Regions from separate parts of the Mus musculus genome. Here region 2 is linked to region 1. The links are chromatin contacts, called in public promoter capture Hi-C maps. All regions are on one chromosome and are shown on one strand. Each heading gives the region's core, a stretch centred on a gene start, on an enhancer-like site or on the middle of the called end of the contact. The rest is flanking DNA. Distances are from core to core; before and after follow the strand shown. Region 1 holds the start of Vegfd (vascular endothelial growth factor D). Region 2 overlaps Pir (pirin).

What was found. Promoter capture Hi-C pulls out the DNA fragments that hold promoters and counts their contacts.
Region 2: a contact with region 1 is called in a promoter capture Hi-C map of pre-B cells, with 2.6 times the contacts expected there. The contact joins the enhancer-like site here to the promoter of Vegfd in region 1. A contact is called at or near these places in 5 of 39 promoter capture datasets (the 3T3-L1 cell line, frontonasal cranial neural crest, hippocampal neurons and 2 more), 1 of 15 datasets of contacts at CTCF or cohesin (CD8 T cells), 6 of 484 Hi-C or Micro-C datasets (the HL-1 cell line, the N1E-115 cell line, embryonic fibroblasts and 3 more), 3 of 115 datasets of contacts at active chromatin or transcription factors (CD8 T cells, effector CD8 T cells and embryonic stem cells) and 3 of 9 other capture datasets (adipose tissue, liver and pancreatic islet).

What each region holds. Positions count from the first base shown.
Region 1 is chrX:164,370,102-164,377,076 of GRCm38.p6, reverse strand. Vegfd (vascular endothelial growth factor D) reads right to left here and starts at 3,555. Exons shown (of 7, transcript NM_010216.2): 1 at 3,158-3,555. The coding sequence starts at 3,247. Pir (pirin) reads right to left here. Exons shown (of 10, transcript NM_027153.3): 10 at 4,064-4,624. The coding sequence ends at 4,512.
Region 2 is chrX:164,320,144-164,327,118 of GRCm38.p6, reverse strand. All of the region lies in intron 5 of Pir (pirin), which reads right to left. Among named protein-coding and RNA genes, the nearest start is that of Gm22023, 41 kb to the right of the region's middle. Within about 2 kb of position 3,733, at least 11 of the 459 cell types and tissues checked have an H3K27ac peak or open chromatin away from gene starts, as enhancers often do. A contact at or near this core is called in CD8 T cells, effector CD8 T cells and pre-B cells, where this site is marked.

The DNA.
Region 1 (6,975 bases), core at 2,306-4,805:
TCTAGGCAGCAATCTGAATATATTAATGAAGCAAGCACAGTTTTTTAAACTAATTTTTTAAAAAAAGATTTCAGAAATGATTTGCCTCAGCTTACATATTCCAAGCACTGTTGACACCAAACAGCTAGTTTTCCAAGCATAAACTACAAGGCTAGAGTAAAATTAGGATGTTTTTCACTCAAATGGCATTAAGCACAATTGTCCTGAATGCTCGTAGACATTTACGTTATTATAGTAGAAAAAAAAATCACAGATTCATAGAAGAGTACCACAGTTGCTGCCTGTCTAAGCTAAATAAACAGCATAATTCTCTAAGCTAAGAAGTTAAGTTCAGACCAGGAGGAGGGAGCAACCTGGAGATAGATTTAACATCACAGCCATTCTAGAACAGATGTGGCCAGAGAAGGGAGAGTGGAGAAAAGGATACTCTCATAGACTTAGTACTGAGGGGGACCCATGCTGATTTGAATAACAAGTTACATATTTGTATATCTAAAGGCAAAAACTAATCAAGTACCAGTATCTTAAACCATTCCTACCCTGAATCTATTTCTATGATACATTTTAATTTAAATAAGAAGGACATCACTGTTAAGAAATAGATTTCATTGGTTTTGTTTTCATTTTAAAAGGGGTGTGTTTGCAAAGGCTCAGTGCAGCACTAAGCCTCAAACCACCCAAGGCCTGACAAACCATGCAGAGCTAGGAAATCTGCACTGAGAAAGGGCATCTCAGTGTGAATTTTCTAAGAAATCTGCACTGAGAAAGGCCATCTCAGTGTGAATTTTCTAAAATAGAAGAATAAAAAACTTGTCTCTAAAATCTGATTAAAAAAAAAAACTGTTTTCCCAAGTGAATTCCCTTTTATTCATGAGAACAAAAGTACTCGGATACTATACAAAGCCTTTAATCCCAGCACTTGGGAGGCAGTGGCAGGCAGATTTCTGAGTTCGAGGCCAGCCTGGTCTACAGAGTGAGTTCCAGGTCAGCCAGGGCTATACAGAGAAACCCTGTCTCGAAAAACCAAAACCAAAACCAAAACCAAAACCAAAACCAAACCAACCAACCAAACAAACAAACAAAACCTTAATTTTCTCCAACTTTTAAAATAAAATGGAATATTTGCTGAATGAATTTAGCATAGAAAATGTCAACCCATCACAATTATATTTATACATATTGGTAGATAAGTTCCTGACTTCCCACATCAGAGGATTAATTTTATTTTTACCAAAATGGGCAGAATAGCATTTTGTATGTTACAGATCATTCTTTTCTAGTCCTTTCCAAACATTCCTGTGTCACTTAAAAATGTTAGTAGAGGTTGCTTCTTTGGAAATTGAGGCCTTTTTATTTTCCTTTGAAAGTATGGCATCTGAAGAACACAGTATCGTGAGTCGGGTGGAAAGGGAGGCAGAAGCCATTTTCCTCCTAGATGAGAAGCATTCTGTGTGATTGCTGTATAATAAATTGATTTTTACACTTAAAAAAGGTGTGTGGGGAGAAGAGAATATATAAATCAAAATTATGTATTTTATTATGCTTCACCACCCAGTAATGTGTGTCCCCAAACTTTAATTACAGGCAGCACTTCATATAAGAAACAATCTAATTTAGCTGGGGGCCCGGTAGCTGTAAACTCACTAGATGTAGCTTCCCTCTTTTTCAAGGGAAAATATAAGGACATGTAAGAGAAACATTGAAAGGCATGTTAGTAAACACATGTTGCACATTTGCCATCTGTTAGGGCATGTTTTCTGTCACATAAAAATCCAGTCGCTCTTTCTCACTGCCCCATTCAAGAAATTTAAGTAGAAACAGTAAACTTAAAACTTCACTATATCCAGGACACAGAGAGGATTCTGGTAGCTGTGTCTATAAAAGAGTAAAAATTCTGAAGAGGGATGACTTCACTGGGGCATAGGGTTGAAGGCTGGTAGTAAGTGAACTGTCGAACAGTATTATGTACTATGCTGGGTTAGAAAGTCTTCGATGTAGCAGCCTGACTCTTTCAAGCTTTGTGAGTCCAAAATGCACATGGCAGAAAGGACACTTCTCAGCTCTACCTGACTGCCACCAGCCTTGATATTGGACCTCCATGTCAGGCTGCAGGGGAAAGGAAATCCACTTTTGAGTATAGTTGACAGGGTGAAAACTGTAAATGGAGCAGTTAGTCTTGACCTATGAAACCTGGATGCAGAGTTACTACCTGTTTATGGACTCTATGCATATGATGGTTCCCATGTCAAAGAGTTCACATCGTCATGAACTAATTTTCCCCTCTGGGGGGCGATATGCTCCCCCGTATGGAAAATTCAAGCCATAAAACTCAAGCCCACATCTGATTTCTATCTGCTCATAGCCAGAGATTTCTAAATCAGTCATGATTTAGTAGCACTCCAGTCAAAACAATTGCATCCGGGTCCTTTTCAAAAATAAAAAGGCTTGAAAGATACAAAATATGAAACGAAAATGTTATTCTAGCAGTCAGTAATCCCATTGTTCATCCTTTTTGCATGGTTCTCAATGTCTTGGGCTGTCCTTGATGCCTGCTCATAGAACCAAAGATCTGCTGACTACTTTATCTTAGACACATTTCTCTAAAGCAGAAACAGGAAAACAAAAACAAACCCCAAGAAAACTTGTCTTTCCTGAATGGTAGCAATTGGTAATTGGTAATAAGCAAAACCAGACAGAAAACATCCACACACACACACACACACACACACACACACACACACAAAAACCACTGTGATTTTCAATTTACAGAAGAAATTACTCAACCTGGCTGCTCACAAAAACCTACAAACCAAGGGCCCACAAAATTGTGTGTGTCACAGAGGCAAATCACAGCTTCAACAGAAAACCACTGTGCCATCTGCAAGCACAACTGGGAGCAAACTGGTTCCGTGTCAAAGATTTCCAGAATGCTCATGTTCTGTCCCCATTCCAAACACACACACACACACACACACACACACACACACACACACACACTTTCAAACATTCATGGTAAGAAACTTATTAAGCCCCCAAAGTAAAGCATTAATACACACAGGCTAAGAATAGGCAGGGCTTTTAGACTGCTTCAAAACCAGCGAGGGCAAAGGACTTTTTCTGTGAAAGCCAATAAAGAGAAATATTCAAGCTCACCTACCTTCACTGGTCCATGTTCGCTCCTGAAGCCCTGCACCAAGTACACATGGAACATCATGAGGATATTCCCCATTCCCCATTCTCCATACATTTTGAATATTTTAAATGTCTACCGATGACTAAGCAGTTGTTTCCAGGCAGCTACTGAAAAGTGTTGCAAAAGGCATTCTCCAGAAGCAAAGTTTGAAGCCCCAAACTTTACATGGAAAAAAACAATCACATGATCAGTTGTAATTAAAATCCAATGAAATGACTTGAGTAAGTCAAGGGACTCCCTCACTGCCTCACACACAATCTTAGTATGGGAGAAAGCAATGAAAAATATTTCAAAGTTTCCCGCTGCAAAAATAATCAGGAGGTGGTCATATCTTCCACTTGAAACTAGAAATCACTCTACAGACATTTCTTATCCAGAAAGTTGAAGATAAAAAAAAAAACCCCACCCTACGCTCAAGGTTCTAGCTGCTTTATAAGGAGGTGGTATGACCACAAACACTTGCAGTTACAGCAGGCTAAAACCCAACTATGGATTCAAACTTTTTCACAACCTTCAAGAGAGCTTGCAGGAGCATATGTCTTAAATCTGACAGAGTTTGGCAGAAAACGCTGGGAAGTCTTGGCTGGAATCCTGCTGTGTTCCTAGCAAGAGCAGGGCAGTTTTAAAAGCTGACTCACATGGGCAGGACTGCTGTGTTTTTTTTTTTAAGCACGTTGCCTGTAACATGAAACCCAGAACACAGTTCTGATGGCCAGGATGGCAGATGGGCTTCAGTAGAGGGACTTTAGATGCTCAGATATCTGCTGTCAGCAGCACAGAAAGCAGCAGCAACAAAAAACATGCTTCAAGAAACCCCAAAGGGCAGAGAATAAAAAGGCATCTATCTACTCCCATATAAAAAAGCACATGTAAATAGCAATTAATTTTTATAGGTGCTTAATAATTTCTACCAAATGAAGAACATTGATTTTTTAAAAGCAACAAGTAAAATTATTTGCATGTATCAGGAAATATTTTACATATGTTACTGCCATTTTTTTATTGTTTGTAGTTTTCCTTTTTAAATTAAACATATTCTTTGACAATTTCAAACATGAATATAATGCATTCTGAAGATTCATTACAAAAAAACATCTTTTTAATGTGGAATTCTATTTTTTATTTTTCCATTTTCAAGACAGATGGGCTTGGAAATCGGAGATACCCAATGTCTCTGACTCCTAGAGTGCTGGGATTAAAGGACTCTGCATCACTAAGCCCAGCTTAATGTGGCTTCAGAAGCACCAGCTAAACTAGCCTTGGAAATTTAATATACCGAATGGCCAGTCCATCCAAGTGGCAGCGTCTCAGCTCTTCATTAGTTTCCAATCTTTGACTTCCAGGTTCTGGCCCCCTCAAAACCATTTTTTGCATTTCTGAAATCAAGAATGGCCTGAGAAATTTCCTCATTGGTATTCATCACAAATGGACCTAGGGCAGAAAGAGACATTCACAAAGTTCTGGGTGATGACATGTTCCTCTATCACTATAATTGTTATGTATTCCTATAGCTCCTCAGTTAAAACAAAATCTAGGCATAGCTGGGCATCAATAGCCCATTTTCACACTGTTCAGTCATACGGAACTAGTTAGCATTTGTGTTTTGTGGCTAGGACTATATACAATTATATGTTATCATTCAGACCAGACTTAGATAAACAGGATTGAGTCTCACTGTCTACTGAAGGTTCCTCACAAGCAATGACAATCCCTTTTTCCAGCACATTCTGTAGTTGTTATTTTGTAGATCCTGAACTTATGGCAGGAATTGAACCAACTTGATATTATAAAACCAGCTAGATTGTAGCAGAGTTTTGGTATCTGGCTAAGCAGTGGACGGGGCTCTGCCTTTCTGGGATGTGTCTCAATCTATTTTGAAAACTAACAGAATTTTCCTTACAACAAAGAGAAGTATTAATCACTTCCAAACAACTTGCACATTTGCATTTTTTGGTAGTTCTCCAGAAGATACCTTCATGTGCCCTATAGGAACCATAGAGTAGGTCAAGTTTTTAAGTTTGGCTAGTTTCTCCTTCCTGTCACGAGTCACTATCATACTCTTGCAAGTAAAGGGACTTTCGTCTTTCTTTAACTTTTTTTAATGTTTCTATTGTTTTATCTTTCATTCCCATCATAATTTATCTTCCCACCCCCCCACCATTCCAAAAGATATGTTATACTAGTGTGATCATCCTCTTGCCAGGGATCACCAACACCATAGCTTTAATAAATTTTATTAATATATTTCAAGGCAAGAAGCATTTTTAAAAATTATTTCATAGTGTTAACCATTTTTTTGTAATTCATCAAAGGGCTAGGAAAAGGCCACTTTAGATTTTATCAGTCAAACAGACCAAATACTGGGTCAAGGACTCACTTGCTGCACATAATAATTTTCCCATTGTTTCCCCAGTGAGGCCACACTAATCTTATGCCACAACTTTCTGTAGTATGTATCTATATCCTATTTTGACACCATACCATGTCCCTCAGTTTTATAAACTGTCCTTGGGTCACCTAGGAAGGTGTAGGGAACAGAGGAAGTCTTGACTGAATGTGTATTATTGATAAGAACCAATGTCTCCAACTGCAGAGACCACCCACACAGAGACCCCACAGAGATGAGCTAACTTCTTTCCCCTGTGCTACACACACACACATACACACACACACACACACACACACACACACACACACACACACACATGAAAAGTGCCAAGATTCTGGGTTGTAGCATAGTCAGTGGTACCAAGTACAGGGCAACCGAGTCCAGCTCTCTGAAGATGTGTCTGTATGTCCATCTTTTCTTCATTCCCTTGTCACCCTAGACAGGTTTCCAGTGTGGTTTTGAAGACTCAATAAATTAGCACTTGCAAAAGACTATGACCGATTCTTAGTAAATAGTAAATGGCATCAATGCATATGCTAAGAAAATGAAATATCTGCATTTTTTTCTCACTTGTAGGAGGGACATAACTCCATCAAAGTTAAGATAGTTTTCCATTCCAACATGCTATGACTTCTATGCCTAATGTCATCATTCTGACCACTCAATCACAGGAGGAGCAGGCTGTTAATAATTCACAAAAACCACAACCAGCCGCCAAGTACTCAGGATGTTTGTGGCTGCCTATAAACATGCAAAGGCAAAACAAAACAAAAAACGTAAAAAGGAGACTAAATTAAGCTAACTAGACAAAATGCTTTGCCTCTAGTAACTGACAGCCCAAGAGGCATATATTTTTGTCTGATTAATGTTGGCTGGTGTTTACAAGAATACCCAGTGTCGGAGGCACTGGAAGAGGATTTGCATACACAGTGCCTGCCATTTTGCTTTGTCATCTTCATTTCAACTGGACTCTTGAACTTCTAAAAACTGCTATGGAGGAAAGGGCTAACGTAAAAGGGTTTCACCCCAAGCACACTTCTCCTCTACAAATTCCAGTCTACAACTAGATAATGAGCCTACTACATTTGGTTGTAGTTTTCTTTGCAGAAGAACAATTTTATTCAGTCGTGACAAAAGGAAGAAGGGACTATGAACCTTGGGAGGGACATTTTGAACTGTACAAATTTAACGTGAAATGTCACAAACTGGGGAAATATGATTTAATATCCCCCCTAAATTATTGCTGGAAGAAAAAAAGAATACTTTCTAAATATTCCGTGTGATTTAAATGCATGACCAGCTGGGGCTTATCTGAGATCATAGTTTATGCCTGGGGATTCATGCCAAGTAATGGAATATGATAAGATCTTAAGTCATGCTTAATTAAATACTC
Region 2 (6,975 bases), core at 2,484-4,983, 50 kb after region 1:
GCCATTCTGACTGGTGTGAGGTGGAATCTCAGGGTTGTTTTGATTTGCATTTCCCTGATGATTAAGGATGTTGAACATTTTTTCAGGTGCTTCTCTGCCATTCGTTATTCCTCAGGTGAGAATTCTTTGTTCAGTTCTGAGCCCCATTTTTAAATGGGGTTATTTGATTTTCTGAAGTCCACCTTCTTGAGTTCTTTATATATGTTGGATATTAGTCCCCTATCTGATTTAGGATAGGTAAAGATACTTTCCCAATCTGTTGGTGGTCTTTTTGTCTTAATGACGGTGTCTTTTGCCTTGCAGAAGCTTTGGAGTTTCATGAGGTCCCATTTGTCAATTCTCGACCTTACAGCACAAGCCATTGCTGTTCTGTTCAGGAACTTTTCCCCTGTGCCCATATCTTTGAGGCTTTTCCCCACTTTCTCCTCTATCAGTTTCACTGTCTCTGGTTTTATGTGAAGTTCCTTGATCCACTTAGATTTGACCTTAGTACAAGGAGATAGGAATGGATCAATTCACATTCTTCTACATGATAACAACCAGTTGTGCCAGCACTAAATGTTGAAAATGCTGTCTTTCTTCCACTGGATGCTTTTAGCTCCCTTGTCGAAGATCAAGTGACTATATGTGTGTGGGTTCATTTCTGGTTCTTCAATTCTATTCCATTGGTCTAGTTGTCTGTCAGTATACCAGTACCATGCAGTTTTTATCATAATTGCTCTGTAGTAAAGCTTTATGTCAGGCATGGTGATTCCCCCAGAGGTTCTTTATTCATTGAGAAGAGTTTTTGCTATCCTCGGTTTTTTGTTATTCCAGATGAATTTGCAGATTGCTCCTTCTAATTCATTGAAGAATTGAGTTGGAATTTTGATGGGGATTGCATTGAATCTGTAGATTGCTTTTGGCAAGATAGCCATTTTTACAATGTTGATCCTGCCAATCCATGAGCATGGGAGATCTTTCCATCTTCTGAGATCTTCTTTAATTTCTTTCTTCAGAGACTTGAAGTTTTTATCATACAGATCTTTCACTTCCTTAGTTAGAGTCACGCCAAGATATTTTATATTATTTGTGACTATTGAGAAGGGTGTTGTTTACCTAATTTCTTTCTCAGCCTGTTTATTCTTTGTGTAGAGAAAGGCCATTGACTTGTTTGAGTTAATTTTATATCCAGCTACTTCACCGAAGCTGTTTATCAGGTTTAGGAGTTCTCTGGTGGAATTTTTAGGGTCACATATATATATATATATATATATATATATATATATATATATATATATATATACTATCATATCATCTGCAAAAAGTGATATTTTGACTTCCTCTTTTCCAATTTGTATCCCCTTGATCTCCTTTTGTTGTCGAATTGCTCTAATACTTCAAATACTATGTTGAAAAGGTAGGGAGAAAGTGGGCAGCCTTGTCTATTCCCTGATTTTAGTCGGATTGCTTCCAGCTTCTCTCCATTTAATTTGATGTTGGCTACTGGTTTGCTGTAGATTGCTTTTATCATGTTTAGGTATGGGCCTTGAATTCCTGATCTTTCCAAGACTTTTATCATGAATGGGTGTTGGATCTTGTCAAATGTTAAGCCTTATTTTTTGATTGTTCTTAAACACTTTAACCTCCTTTCTAGTCTACCACCCACCAGAAGTATTGGGAAAGAAAGGATATGAGGGAAAGTGGACCTGTTTAGAAAGGTTCTTTGAAGCAAATCCTATCTGTGTTGTCTCGAAATCAACAGCTCAGTTCACAGATTAGCTGTGGCAGCTTGAACACTTAATGGATACACCAGCAGTCCAGTTCAGCAGAGTCAGGTTGGCAAGAGCAGTGACATGACCTAGCAGAGACAGCTAGGCATCAGCCTCAGCACAAGTTAGCAAGAGGGACCAAGGAGGAACACGGGGAAACGTTCCAGGATATATTTCTCTCAGCAGAGTGAAGATCAGAGAGACCAACAAGCTAGCTAGCTCTACCAGAAAGCCAAGCTCAATCTCTGTCACTGTTCATCAAGTCCTATTTATAGCTCTCCAAACATCACGTGTCCTCCACGGGTCTTGCCTCAGCACATGCATCTGTCTCAGCTGACATCTCTCTGTCAGTCAGCCAGAGTCCGAGGAAGCAGCAAGAAACTGCAGCACACCACCAGAAGGTTTTGGTTTGTATGGAATCCTGACAAATGAAGCTCAACTACACAATGTAAGGCAGACCAATACATGGGTGCTGTTGGGAAAGAATCTTTTATCACGAGTCCTTTCACACGTTTGCGTTAGTAGAACATCCTTTCTTTCATGTCTGCTTCAGCCAAACGTTCCTTCACAAGTCTGCCTTAGCTTTTCACCTGTATCCTACCTCAGGAAAACACCCCTTCACTTGTTTGCCCCAGCAAAGCACCATCCAACTGATTTTCCAAAGAAACCTTAAGTTTTCATTTCAGTACACACACACACACACACACACACAAAATACAGGTTTTATTTTTTGTTGTTTTTGTTTGAAAAGCAAGAAGATTTTGATTTTTTACTGTCTCGTCTCTCTGGGAATTCAGTTGAAGTAGCAGATATAAATTGTGTTTATTCAACTCCAAGACAATAATGTCAATGTCAAATGCACTTTGAGAAAGTCTGGATTTACTACTTTTATTGCATACCAATAGGTACATTGTATCCTTCCCTTCTGTGTTTGTGTATCTTTATGTACATTAAAGTATGAATAGTTACTCAAATAATGAGGACTTATCTATATCATATTCTCTCTCATTAAAACTAAACATTGGCTGTGTGTCTGTGATAAACTGAAAAACACAATCCCTCAACAAATTTTAGTACAGACTTGCCAAATGAACTTAAATTTCAGCAATGAAATTATTTTATTTTACCTCTTTTTCTGGTTGTTGAGTTTTGTTTATTTGTTTGTTTTTGGTTTCAATTACCAGTGCCCATGAAGGCACAGAATTCCAAAGCTATTTTTCCTCCTCCTTTCTTTTCATGTCATAATTCTCTATTGGAAATGTTTGCAAAATGCTCGAAAGTGTTTTAAGCTTGTATTCCTTAAAATCTTATTGTTTGGGAGCCATGCAATCAAGTTTCAAGAAGATAAGCAATGCATCATAAGAGATTAAGGGTACATTTTCCTAGCCACTGCCAATTCAGTGGTTGGGGCTGGTCTCTATTTCTCTAGAAACAAGTCAGCATTAAAGCCCTAATGAGTCTCAGGCAACACTCCTATAATGATCTCTAAACATTCAAGACAAAATAAGGCCTATGAAACCACTTCCTTCCAAAAGCCAACTACCTTCATTTCTTCAAAGCCTTCCCAGTTACCCTGACTTTTGGTTTCACGCCCTTGACAGGCTGGCTTCCTTCCTCTTCTTTTATTTATAAATCTGCTCTTAATTAGGAGATGGAAATTGCTCCCATATGGAACCCATATGCTTAAAACCATTTTCCCAGGACAGAGAGACTGCTACATTTCTCTCGGTGACTGGGGCAACCTGAAGTATCTTCCATTTTACTACTGTTCCTGCCACAGATGAAGGTTGTCTGTTTATATTCCTGAGGTTTGCTCCTTCTCCCACCATGCTGTGTGCCACGGAAAACAAGTGTCAGAGATCTAGTGGCACACAAGATGTGTAAACACACCATATTTCTTTCAGGGAGCTGTTTTGTGAGGTTTTTTTTTTTTTTTAAGCGTCAACTTCACCAATTGACTATAATAGCCCAAGGAAGTGAATTAGTCTAAGGCGCTCCATGAGGGAATAGCAATCCCAGTGCTCTGTAAGAAAAGCAAGCAGAGTTGTTAGCTTCTATGCTGTCATTATCCTATTAGGCCACCTCCGAGTGCTGCCTATTGTGTTTTGTGGGTGGTGTGTGTGTGTGTGTGTGTGTGTGTAACTTGTGAGCTTAACATGAATATTACTGTAAACCTCTAGCCATGTTTCTTGCTGGTTCCCTTATGGGTGAAAATTACCACAACCCAAAACAAATTTGTTAACATAATTATTTGGTTAGACATTGTTTTGTTTTGTTTTTCCTCTGAAAGTATACACTGCTTGTCAGTGTCTTTTCTCAGCTCTATAATTTTTGCTACACTTCAGAGCAGGTTTGAAACACCATAGTTTTTACATCTACTCTGCTGTTACAAGGTTACATATTCTAATCAATTCCCTATTTGGACATTTATATATTCCCCTCATTATAGACACTAAGGAGAAGAATTAATTGCTAATGAGGAAAAACATAAAAACAAACTAACCTGCCTAAAACTTTTGAAAAGTGTGTATGCGGGCATGTAAGAGTAACAGAAAAGAACGAGCCTAAAGGCAATGTCTCTATAGTACAAATCTATATTTCTTTACTGGGACAAAACATCAGTACGTTAATTTCTTACAGTAACTGGCTTGCTTCCAACTAAATTCTCTTTTATCAAGTCACTTAGGAAACGCCTGTAAAAACAGTTGACTATCTTAGCTTTCACTTCATTTAAGAAGCAAAAATTGGTATTACCATACTTTTTCAATTTGACACTTAGTTTGCATAATATTATCAATTTAGCAAAGAATACTAAATATTGTTATTATAAGAATAATAATTGCTGGGCGTGGTGGCTCACACCTTTAATCCCAGCACTTAGGAGGCAGAGGCAGGCGGATTTCTGAGTTCGAGGCCAGCCTGGTCTACAGAGTGAGTTCCAGGACAGCCAGGGCTACACAGAGAAACCCTGTCTCAAAAAAAAAGAAAGAATAATAATTAATATATTGAACATATATTCTATATGTTCATATTATATGTACCTGAGTACCAGGTGCTGAATGGGGACTTATTATATGTGAGTTAGGCCACTTGGCTTTCCCTTTTTAAACAAAACAAACCTTTCTTTTTTTTTTACTTTGCATATTTTTTTTGCCTCCACCTATGTATGTGCACCACATGTATACCTGGTATCTGAACAGGGCAGAGTAGAGCACTGTCTCCCCTGGAACTGGAATTAGAGATGATTGCAAGCAACCATGGAGGTACTGGGAATCAAACCTGGGTCCTCTGAAAGCAGCCAGTGCTTTTAACTGCTGAGAGATCGCTCCAGCCCCATATTTCCTTTTTAAGAAACTGTGTACTCACTAGCATATTGCTTTTTCTGGCTATCTATTAATTCTTTCTTGCAAAAGAACACTGATGGAGGACCTATAACCGCTTTCCTCTTTTACTGCTCTTCTCTCATCGGTGCTAAGGCTTCAACTCAGCCTTGTACACACTAGGCCAGATCTCTAGCATGGAGCTACATCCTCAGCTGACAATCTGTAATATATTCCAGTCATTACATTTCTAGGTACACTTGGCTCAATCTTTCTCTGCTGGCAAAATGGGAACGTCTCAGTGGGGAAACCCAGGTGTTTATCAACTGGCTCAGGGGTTCCATCTAACAGAAAGTCATTTAGCACCCAAGAGCTCCTAGAATCATGTTGTACATCTCTCTTGTGGCTGTCCAAGCTCCTCTGTTTCCTCTCAGACACCTTTCCATGCATCCACATGGAGAGCCATGCCTTCCAAGGTGTGAGGAATTTAAAAGTAGATTTTCCACCGTATTTATAGCAGACTCCTAACTTTAGACTAGACCAATGATCTTTAATAAAATGATGTCTTCTGTCTCTAACCTAAAGCACTCTAATTTTTTGAATTCTTGATTATGTTGAACAACTTCAGATAAGAAGCAGGACAGATTAATTTCTATCCTCACTGTCAAAATAATGTGGGACAAACTAAAACCCTGTAATCTTATTTGGATGATTACATGAATCGCTACATAGAGAGAAGACTAGGAGCTCTTAGACTACACGTCAATGCCTCTGTGCAGTGTAGGAGTTGAGAAGGGTCAGAAAGCAGTGTGACCTCTATGGACAATAAAAGATGCAGACAGGATTGAGCATTGAGTTTCTTAACTGTCAGAGAATTTTGGACACAGTGAAATTATCTTTCGGTGTAGTTTCCATAGAATCATCTTCCAAGCAGCCCTTTAATTAACAGTAACACTCTATTTCCTTTTCCTGCCTTTTGTTTATGGGAGAGGGAGCAAGGAGAGGAGGACTAAAGGCAATGAGAGTGAAGATGCTGATGAAACTCAGAGACCTGAAAGTTAACTGGTAACAGGGTCACAGTGAAACTGGAGTTTGATTTCTTCACCCTTTGAGTCTGTATCCTTCCCATAAGGATGCAGATGTCCCACATCTTGGATATTTAATCCAAGACAAAGAGAAAAAACTCCATTTTCTTTAAAAAAAATACATAGCCCAATAAAAGTGAGACCACAAACAGCCTCTATATCTGCCAACAAGGAGCCTTCCTATTCTTTGTCTCTAGTCCAGAGGCAATAAGTTCTAAAATTGAGTCAGCAAATCTATTACACAATGCTAAAATATTCCTTACGGGGCATTATGATATTTTTAATCTGTATTGGCTCCATTTGGTATTTACTAAAATATTTTAAGAGTTCTTGCAAGAAAGTGCATCAAGATCTAACATGAGAAACTATTTGGCAAGGATAAGATTTCATTGTATGATAAAGAGGAAATGCATCATGGGACAAGTCTTCTCCTCTGTGATTGTTTGCAGGACATTCGGACACACACAGAAGTGGATGCAAATATCTGATGAAAGGTACCATTTTTCATATAGGAGAAGGATCTTAAAGCTTTAAGCTTTGTAACATGAAAATTAGCTAAAAGTAGCCATGTCCAACAAATTTATGCACAAGAGTTGAACGATGTGACACAGAGAGAAAGGTTCACATGAAATGAGGCAAGATTCAGGAACCTTGGTATGAAGTCAAGGCCTTTGTGCAAAGAGCTGTGTGATCCTTGGGAACGCTTTGTGCCTGGCTGGATTATAGCTTTGTCATCCACACAGTAATGCCTGGCATTTGGATTCAAATTAAACGGTTACAAGAAGATGGAAGAATAGGACTTGGCTAGCTTTGAGAAGC